Regions from separate parts of the Zea mays genome. Here region 2 is linked to region 1. A link is a contact called in public Hi-C data. All regions are on one chromosome and are shown on one strand. The core of a region is the stretch at or near the end of the contact, and the rest is flanking DNA. Distances in the headings are between cores, read along the strand shown. Region 1 holds the start of LOC103654258 (auxin efflux carrier component 1a). Region 2 holds the start of LOC103655753 (protease Do-like 9).

Evidence for each region. Hi-C and Micro-C count contacts between places; a contact is called where the count stands out from the background.
Region 2: a contact with region 1 is called in a Hi-C map of leaf, with 5 times the contacts expected there. The contact joins the promoter of LOC103655753 here to the promoter of LOC103654258 in region 1. A contact is called at or near these places in 3 of 25 Hi-C or Micro-C datasets (endosperm, leaf and tassel).

Annotation. Positions count from the first base shown.
Region 1 is chr4:187,354,740-187,359,797 of Zm-B73-REFERENCE-NAM-5.0, reverse strand. It overlaps LOC103654258 (auxin efflux carrier component 1a), which reads right to left and starts at 1,934. Exons shown (of 5, transcript XM_035967464.1): 1 at 1-1,934. The coding sequence starts at 1,117.
Region 2 is chr4:187,496,108-187,501,165 of Zm-B73-REFERENCE-NAM-5.0, reverse strand. It overlaps LOC103655753 (protease Do-like 9), which reads right to left and starts at 2,984. Exons shown (of 10, transcript XR_002269232.1): 1 at 2,279-2,984; 2 at 1,838-2,037; 3 at 1,516-1,696; 4 at 561-752.

The sequences.
Region 1 (5,058 bases), core at 685-3,184:
CGTGGTCGTTGTAGTCCGGCGCGCCGCCGCCGAAGAAGTCCGATACGGGTGACGCGCTGGAGCTCCAGACGAACATGTGGAGGTCCTCGCCCTTGGCATGCCCGTTCGTCGCCGCCTTCCTGGCGCTCCAGGGCGCCGGGTAGTGGCCTGCCACCCCGGGCGCCGCACTCACCACGGGCAGCGGGTACTTGGGCCTGGACGCGTCGTCCTCGTAGTTGGACGGGCGCGGCGTGGTGCCGGCGCCGGTGCGGACGGCGCCGAACGCGTCGGCCGCGCCGAAGTTGGAGCTGCGGCCGACCATGGAGTAGAAGTCGGTGTGGTTGAAGCTGGATCCCCGCGGCGTCGGGTTGCGCGACGACTGCAGGGAGTAGATCTCGGCGTTGGTGAGGTTGCTGGGGCGCGGGGTGGCGCCGGAGAAGCCGCCCACGGAGCGGCGCGAGTAGACGACGTCGGAGCGCGACGCGCTGGAGCGGCGCACGGTGACGTGTATCCTGCCGTCCTCCCTGACCTCGGCCTCCGTCTCGATGGCGTCCCCGCGGCCGTGGTCGACGAGGGAGACCACGTCCGGGTCGACGGCGATGGAGGCGATGGCCCCGGCGGCGTTGCCCGGGAACTGCTCGGCGATGAGCAGCCGCGCGGCGCGGTACTCGAACATGAAGAGCATGAGCGTGTACCAGATGATGCACTGGAGCACGACGATCTGCACCATGAGGCTTCCCGAGAAGTCGCCGTACATGCCCCTGAGCAGCGGGATGCCCATGACGAGCGTGTTGGGCAGCGTGGAGAGGGAGAAGAGCGTGATGGTCCAGTCCAGGTCGAGGCTGCCCCGCCCCCGGCGGCTGAGGTGGCCCCACGCGGTGAGCATGGCCAGCACCATGAGCTTCTGCAGCGTGTCGGCGGCGATGAAGCGCAGGTTCATGGTGTAGGGGTTGTTGGTGGAGATGAAGTGGAAGGACAGCAGCGGCACCGCGAAGAGCGCCACGAAGCGGTTGATCCCGGAGCACTGGTCCGGCGAGAAGATGCGCCACCACCGCACCGACCCGTACGCCAGGATCATCGCCACGTACAACGGCACCACGGCCGTCATCACGTGGTACAAGTCCGCCGCCGAAATCATCTTGCCCTCCTTGAAGCTCGATCGATCTCACGCTCCGTCTCTCGCCCTTCCTTCCAATGCAACGCTGGTGAGCTGAACGCCGCTCGCTACGCTCTTCCGGCGACCACACTGCTTGGAAGTCGGAACCTTAGCTTTACAGCTGGGCTTAGCGCTGAGAGGAGCCAGTGAGCCCTGAGCAGTTTAATTCACTCAGATAGAGCTAGCGAGGAGTGACTGAGAAAGAAGGAAGGAAGGAAGGAGTGTGTTTTATTTAGGCGGGCGAGGTGTGGCAGCGCGGCCCAAGAACAGTCTCAAGAACCCGTGAAGCCCTGAATCTTTTAACGGTGCGCTGTGAGCGATGGTGTAGTGTAGGGTGGGGTACTACTGTACGGGGGCGGAGGTGGAGCACGACTAGACCTTGTTCGTTTGTTTCGGATTGTACTTGAAATTATTCTAGCTAATAAAAATTTATATAAATTAAAAAAATAATTCAGTTAGTAATCGTTCCGACCTACTAATGCGGTGTGGAGGGGGTGGCCGTATGCGTGTGCGGATCCCATTATAAAATACTGACTCCATTTCTATTTGTCAATGTTTAGTTTAAAAACGAACTAGAGAACAGATGTAGTAATATGTATATAACTATCTGGGCAGATACATATGTACGTACGTACCTTTGACGCTTCAAGGGCAGGACAAAAAGATTCAGGGCTTAGTCGGCTGATAATGCCATTCCGTGCTTTTAATACCGCATTGCATAAGACTTAATGCATTATAATATGTATACGGCGTAGTACTAGTAGTACCATGCGAATATACGAGCCCGTATCTACTGCACAAAGCCCGTATCTATACTGCACATACCCGTACTCATAATGGACGTAGTAGTCTCAGCAGCAGATTACTTTTCGTTGCGAGAGTTCGTGGAGACGTGAGGTCGAGGGACGTTGCTTACTACTGTAGCACTGCGTTTCGAAGGAGTGAACGGTGTTCGTTCCGGGATCGGTTACTGTAACACTCCGCCAAAGTGGCATAATGAACGGTGTTTGGTTGGATGGCGTGGCGGCTGCCCGGACGGAATTGGGGTAGGCAGTGACGTGTCAGGCGGGCCCGGGACCGTCGCCTTCTGCCAATAATTATCGTGCCATCCGTTGACAGAGTCCGGAAATTACCACAAATGTCCCGCAGGGTAAGTGGCAACGAACCACACCACAAATCTGCTAGGGCTGTGCAAAAAAATCCGTAACCCGAAACCCAACCCAGAATATTCGAACTCGAACCCGAAACCCGAATTTTGTTCGGGAATTTCGGGTAGCAACTTTCAAAACCCGAATTTATTACGGGTAATTCGGGTATCACAATCGGGTACCCGAAATACCCGAATTACCCGAACTTTTATGTGTCATGTACTCATGTCATGCTTAATCATTAATTTGCATATCTATAATTATGTGTAAGTATACATTACTTGTGATTGTAGATTGCTTGTGTTTTATATGTCCATGTATACCATTATTTAAACCATATTTTTATACTAATTTAATAGGATGTATGTGTTTTTATGAAGCCGACACAATAGTTCGGATAGTTCGGGAATATCCGAACCCGAACCCGAAATTCCGAGTACCCAAATTTTCAAATATTGTAAAACTCGTTGTAATTTCGGGTATCGATTCTCAAAACTCGAAATTTTAAAAACCCGAATTACCCGACCCGAAATTTTCGGGTAACCCGAACACCCACCCCTAAAATCTGCTACTCCTTCGTAGGTCGGTGTCGCAAGGCTGCGCGCTTGGGCAAACGACGGTTATACCACTGTACTACTACAGTGCATGCCGTTGGGTGCCGGCGCTAGTTTTGTCGTGGCACGTCGCCACCGATCCATGAAACGGGGGATTTGGCTGCCGAGGCAGGTGAAATTCCTCCGAGATTAGCTTCGCGCCCTGGCCTGTTTTCTGGAACATACATTTTCGGTGTGATTGGTTACTCGGTCGCCTGTGTCCAGGCCCACCACGTACATTGACCGTGTCTGCGCACGTGTTTGGTTGGATGCACGGCATCGGCTCAGCCTGTAAGCGCGGGTGCAAACCAAGCCTTTTTCGGCTCGTTCGCCTGCATGCTCACGCGAGCCAGACGCCCGGGCATCCGACAACCAATCAGGCCTTTTGTGACTTGAGAAGATCCCGAGTGGAGTGGAGGCGAAGGCGAAGGCGAGTAGTAGCCATAGCCCGTAGTGGTTGATAGGATGTTGTAAAATGAGGGAACACTAGAACGGGAGTCAACCATTTCCGTGCCTTTCGGGGAACATTTTCTGCGGCCAGTGGCCAGTAGGTGGAGGAGATCCACGGCATGGGCTTCCCGCAAGACACGCTGACTTCTCTAATCCATCAGAGCCAACGTGTCTCGCGACGGAGAGGGATGTCCGTTCACGAAGAGCCTGAAAAACTGAAGTACGTCAACGCGGTCAAACCTCGCTCCGTCGGCCGCTAACCCGCGCCTTGAGACGGGAGGAAAGAAAAAACGGGTTAGAAGTAGAACGGAGCATATTTTCGTTTCAGTTCAGGACCAGGCGGCGATCGAGCTTCCCCGCATCGGAATTCGGAACTCGATCTTCCTTGGGCGTCGCTGTTGCTCTCGCTTTCTATGTTGCGCCCCCCGCTTCTTTCTTTGGGAACGTATGGTGTTCAAAGGGGTACGGTGCTCATGTGGACATTTTAAATCTGGTACATCCATTTTGCATCTAACAGCAGCACCAATTTTGTGAAAACCCCTTTCCACCTTCCTCCCCTGGTGGGAGGGGTTCTTCGTAAAATTGCTGGTGTCGTTGAATGCAAGATGGATGCACCAGATTTAAAATGTGCACGTGAGCACCGTACCACTTTGAGGACCAGATACGTTGCCGTTTTTGCCAGCATGTTCAACAACTGAACAATACTAGTAGCTGATCACGTTAGTACGGAACTGTACAGGCAGAGGCGAGCCGGAAACGTTTCAACAAAACTGCCACCCCGTCGACGGCCCGTACGTCCTATTCTTCATTCAATAGCCCAACAAAACTAACACTTGTAAAAAGGCCCACATAGATATGAAGGCCCGTATTGCGTACCAAAAGAGAGACTTGGCGACTCAACACTTGTAACCGGAAGCCGAAGCCATCGTCGTACGGGTACGAGAGGCCCAGTTACGGCCGGAAGAAGAATGTGAGCAGAGCGGTAGGCCGCCGATGGGCCTATTTAAACTCGTAATCTGGGCTGTTTTCAACATGGGGCTCGAGCTGTAGGCCCTCTCAGCTTAACTGCGAGGACCCGCGCTGACGGTTTATTGGCCTGCGTGGAATTACAGGGCGACGACGACGACGACTCTGACGACGAGAAGACAAAGCTGTTAGGTAACCCTAGTTAGGGTTATGTGGGCAAATATTTGCTTTTTCTTTGAGGGGTCTCACATCTCTATATAAAGAACTTATACACTCCCTCATAATACAGAGAAGAGAAAGAGGCCAAAAGTCCAACCTTATACCCGGTGTCTTGTGTGTTTCTCTGTCGTGCTTATGGGAAGGGAGACGGGTCCTCTACAGCTTCTTGCGTCTCTACTGCTAACGGGAGGGAAGGGAGCGGATTTGGTGATCCGTGGTAACGTAGTTCTCAACACGTTATCAGCACGCTCTACCTCAACGTTGCTACATGATCGGATCTGCATCAACTCCCCGTCACGCCGGCAGGTCCCTCGGCCTTGCCGAACTATACTACGCGATAGGTTTCACTTCTGTTCTGCATCAAGAAATATGGTACACAATTTCTTGATTGAATCTGCAATTTACTTTTCAATCGAGAGAAGAATCGCAGAAGATTAGAAAAAAAGCTTCATGTACTAGCCGCAGGCATGTGTCCATCCATGGCACTGACGTGCAGTACCACCATCACGGCCACACGAATCCACATCGGAGGGAGACCGAATTCTCT
Region 2 (5,058 bases), core at 1,735-4,234, 140 kb before region 1:
TCCCTCCACCATCTCCCAGATGCACACACGAGTCCCAACTCTGCTTTCTCTCTTCCTCCCTTCTGTCATTGTCGCCATCAGCCTCCACCCTTCGTTTCTGCTGACGTCTGCCTCCTCCTGGCTGCGCCCGACATCTCCGCTGCCACGCGACCACATCTGCTGTCCCTCTGCTGCCGTGCGACCAGGTCTGCCATCTTTCCTCTGCCATGCGACCATGTCTGTCATCTCCGCTGCTGCACGACGCGCGATCGCATCTGCCATCTCCACGCTGCCCGCCGTCCATGCCTTCTCCCCCGCCGCCGCTGCTGCCATTCCCACCTCCTCCCCCACCACTCAGCATCCTGACATCGAGGATCAATGTGTAGGGAACCGGGACAGCTTGTCTGGCTGCCGCGGCCGACAGGAACCGACTATATATCGCCTACCCCCTAGGCTCCACAGTACCCCGTCATCTAGCGCATAAGCATGCCTATGCGGATACGGAACGGCGCCTTGTCGAGCACTGCAAACAGTTGAGCTGAAAAACAACAATATTCATAAACTACAGAACTACAACTAACCTGTTCCATCATTAGCAATGTCAACACCATCAAAGCTAAGAATAATATCAGACGGTTGTAGGCATCCAGATTCTGGAGCCGTGGGCTCCACCCTCCTAACACGAACACCCTTTTGATCTGGTTTCATTCCCATTGCTTTACGGAGATCAGGATTCTCCATTTTCTGCCATTCAACTCCTAGTATAGGAAACCCTGAAATAATAAACAAAAAGAATATGGTTAGGCTGTCATTGGAAAATAAGAAAGATCTAAGGGATAGGCATCAACATCACAGTACTAAGTATTACATGGAATTACTAATGACTAGAAGATTGTCATCAGAATAAATACAGATGTTACTTGCATATAAAGATCACCAAGGACAACCAATAACTCATGTAGAAGAGTGATAGGACACATAGGCTTTATACCAACATATTGCTACTTAAACAGTTACAGGAATGAAATAACTAGGCGGCTCTCTATTTGACTAAAGACTCGATTACATTTGCAATAAGGGCTATACATTAAAGCAATATCAATCATCATACTGCAGGGCATAATAATCATTAGAAGGAAAAACAATCATCATGCACCATGTAACTGGAAGAACAGGTCCATAAACTGGAACGACTATAGACTAAATAAATGTTAATATAAAAGGGCAAACCTAGTGTCAGAAGCTCCCATGAGTCGGGTCTAGGAAAGGGATAAACCGAAGCAAGTCTTCCCCCACAAATACAGAGAGGCTGCTTTGAACCCATGACCTGGTGACTCAGTGAGACAGCTCTCACCAGTCACCACTGCAGCAGGCCTGCCCTTCACTAAATATGTTAATATCATCCGACTAATTTTGTTAAACTAGCTAAGTGGTTCAAAATAAGAATAAAAAACAATGTTCATTGCTCTAATAACAATAGTAGACTGTAGACCCAGATGCATGATTATGCTAATAAAACTGAAAAGGGCATAATACCTGTGTATCCTCCAGAATTTTTGTAGTCCTCGATGAAATGTGTAATAACTGGAGTCGGTATCACATAGCCTATATTCTCGGCATCTTCATGTTTAAGAGATTGAAATGCTATACCGACACATTTGCCTCTATCATTAAAAGCTGGACCACCTGAATTTCCTGAATTAATAGCTGCATCTATCTATCAACAAGACAAGGCCCGTATTAGACATGCCGGTAAGCAGATAAGTTATTATTTCTCAATAGATTTACTTCACTTGCAACATCCATCTTTATATAAAGGTTTATTTGAAGTTATTATAATTTCAGGGGGGAAAGGTACCTGCAATCCTAGAAGTTCTGTAGAACCATGAACGTATGAAAGTATTTCTATCCTAGAGACAACTCCACTTGTCACGGATATAGTATCTCCTCCAATTGGATAACCAACAACAGTAACTGCGTCCTGAAGGGCCGGTAATGTTCCGAACTCGACAGGTGAAACTCCTTCCCAGAATTCATCGTCATTGACAGTTAAGAGCGCTGAGACAGATAGAACAAATGAAAAATATCAAATTAGATTGCATAAGCAACAGGGAAAAATCTTAAGTATCATTCCATAACTCATAAATGATTCTATAACGTCAGAAGTTTCATAGATTCCAAGAAAACAATACAGACATTATTATGCATCTGATTTTCATGGTTACATAACAATAAGAAAATTAACGATAGTAAGAAATAAACAATGGAGGCAGGGCAGGGATGGGAAGAGCGGGCGCACCAATATCGCACTCTGTGCCGATGGCCAGGACGGTGGCAAGGTACTTGGTGTCAGAGCCGCGCTTCTTAAGCTTAACCTGGGTATAGTGCTCCACGGAGTGGGCATTGGTGAGGACACGGCGGCCGCTGATGATAAACCCGCTACTGCTAGAGCTGTACTGCCGCTTCCGCTGCCACGGCAGCGAGAAGTTGGGCTCCGTGTGCACGCAGAACACCTTGACCACGGCGTCCATGCACGGCACCACCCTCACCACCTCGTCCCAGCTCGCGGGGCCTGCCTCCGCCACCGCATCGCCTCCATTTGCCACCGTATTAAGCACCCTGCGGCGGAGCGGGGACGGCGGACGCGCGGCGTCCGCGTCGGCGGGGTCCTCATGACGTCGCGGCTTGCGGCCACGGCGCGCAACCGGAACGGGAGCGGGGGCGGCCACCGCAGAGGGGGATGAGCGGTCGGGGGAGGGCGGCGACACCTTGGGCTTGCGCCCGCGCTTGCGCTTGTTGGAGGCGGAGGAGGGATCGTCCATGGACGCGGGCTAGGGTTTCCCGGCGCCGAGGGCGGAAATACCGAACGGGGAAGACGAAGAAAGGTCGGTCCGGTCAGAGTAATCTGGACCGGTTCGAGGTGGGCCGCCCAGGATGGGCTGAGTTTACGTAATTATGATGTCTGCGTACTGCAATTCAGAGCTTTTTTTCGTCCGGCCTTGTTTGGTTGTGCTTTTTTACTTCTGACCACTAAGAGCAACTCCAACAGGCTGGTTAAACAACATGTGCTCGGTAAAAAAAAGAAAATCACTATGCAAACGGCTTCCAACAGCATCGCCTTCGACCTCGCCATCGTATCTCACTCGCCATCAGCTTCCCGTCGCTCGGTATCTTTGGCTAGCGCTCGGGACTCGCCATCTGCCAGCCGACGCGTTCTCCCAACCTCATGCTCGCCCTCCTACTCGCCCCGCTCAGGTTCCCGCGCCCCTGCTCTGGTTCTCGCTCCGTGCCTTCCCGCTCGAGTTAGGCATGATTGTCGAAGGCGACGCGGAGCCGGGGCTAGACTGGAGACGTGCTCGGGCTCTGGCTGGAGGAGGTACGGCGTCCAACCGTCCATCGAGGCGGCACCATTGCGATGGATCTTCTGGCACTGAGGTCAAACCCGCTGCCGCTATGTACTCGATATGATATTCAATTCTGCATCATCCATTTACAAAGTAGGCTGTAGCGGTGTAGCCTCTAGGCATCTAGCAGCTCCACGGGTCAGCCTGTTTGCCATGGACCATGGTGTGAGTTCGAGTTTCAGCCTCTCATGTGTGGGTGGTGGGCGAGCGGCGTTGGTAGCTAGACGGCTATGGAGGATGCCAATATGGGGAGCACATTGTCAAGGTGCGACGACGGTCAGCCTGGCTTCGCCACTGATATTTGAAGAGTTTGTTGGATATACCATCCGTTAGGATCCTGTCTATCTTTTTTACAGTTCTCTAAATTCTAAATTTAGCTAAAATTTATATATAGACTGTTGGAGTTGCTCTAAGAGCTGTTACGTATTATCAAACTGTTAAGTAACCCTAGTTAGGGTTATGTGGGCAAATATCGAATATAGCCCTGAGGGCTATCGCGTCTCTATATATAGAACTTGTACCCCTCATATGGAATATAGATCAGAAAGAGGCCAGAGGCCCAACCCTATACCAGTGTCTCGTGTGTTTCCTCTGTCGTGCTTATGGAAAGGGAGACGGGTTCTCTACATCTTCTTGTGCCTCTACTGCTGACGGGAGGGAAGGGAGCGGATCTGGTGATCCGTGGTAACGTAGTTCTCAACACGTTATCAGCACGCTCTACCTCGACGTTGCTGCGGCGAGATCAGATCTGCATCAACTCTCCGTCAAGCCGGCAGGTCTCTGGCCTAGCCGAACTCTCCTACGCGAGAGACTTCGATTTTTCCTCTACGGAATAGATCGGCATGTTTAATGTTCTTGATACGGACTGTGATTCATGCGCGATAAACTACCATCGTCGATGTGCTTCTACGCACACGTGCTAGCTAGCCCACGTCGGACGATGTGCCTGCGTCGTGGTCGTTCGTGCCCACGTGCCAGAAGTTGCGCACGTCTGCGAGAGGAACCGTTCTGTCTGGCCGATGCGTTTCCCACCATCGCGTACCAGATCCGCTTCGCGCTCCGTACTGGTCCTTCCATCCGTTGCAATAGGAGAGGCTGTTGAGCTTCTGGTCAAAGCAGCACATAAAAATAGGAGAGAGTTGTGCATGGCTTTGCCGAGTCAAACAAAAAAAAAGAAAGGGTCGTGCGAGCATGCGTTCAGAAGCGTTTTGCAATTGGATGGCCTATGTGATTGCATGCGTTCACCAAACGCGTTTTGGTGTATTTTTCTAAGCACACACGACTAAGCTATCTGAAAATAAACGGAAAGAATAAAACATTTTATGTTTCAGATTCCACTTTAATTAATTATTTCCAGCAGTAAATAATTAGTAGAAAAGTACATGTTTAAATATGGAAATACTTTTTACACCTGACGTATTATGCTCATGCAATAATTTTGGTGTTTATTTTTCTACTTTTATTTCTCGTAGCAAATATTTAGTAGATAATTATTAAAATGCATGTGAAGGCCATGCTACTTTTTTTCATATCGCTCTAAATATTTGTTATGTGTTGAGCCTTCGGACTCACATGGAGCGATTAAATTGTATAGTTGGTACTCAGACACACTGATCAAACTATGTTATTATCGGCTGAGTTATGGCATTAGCTGAATATTGACTGCGCCTTGGCA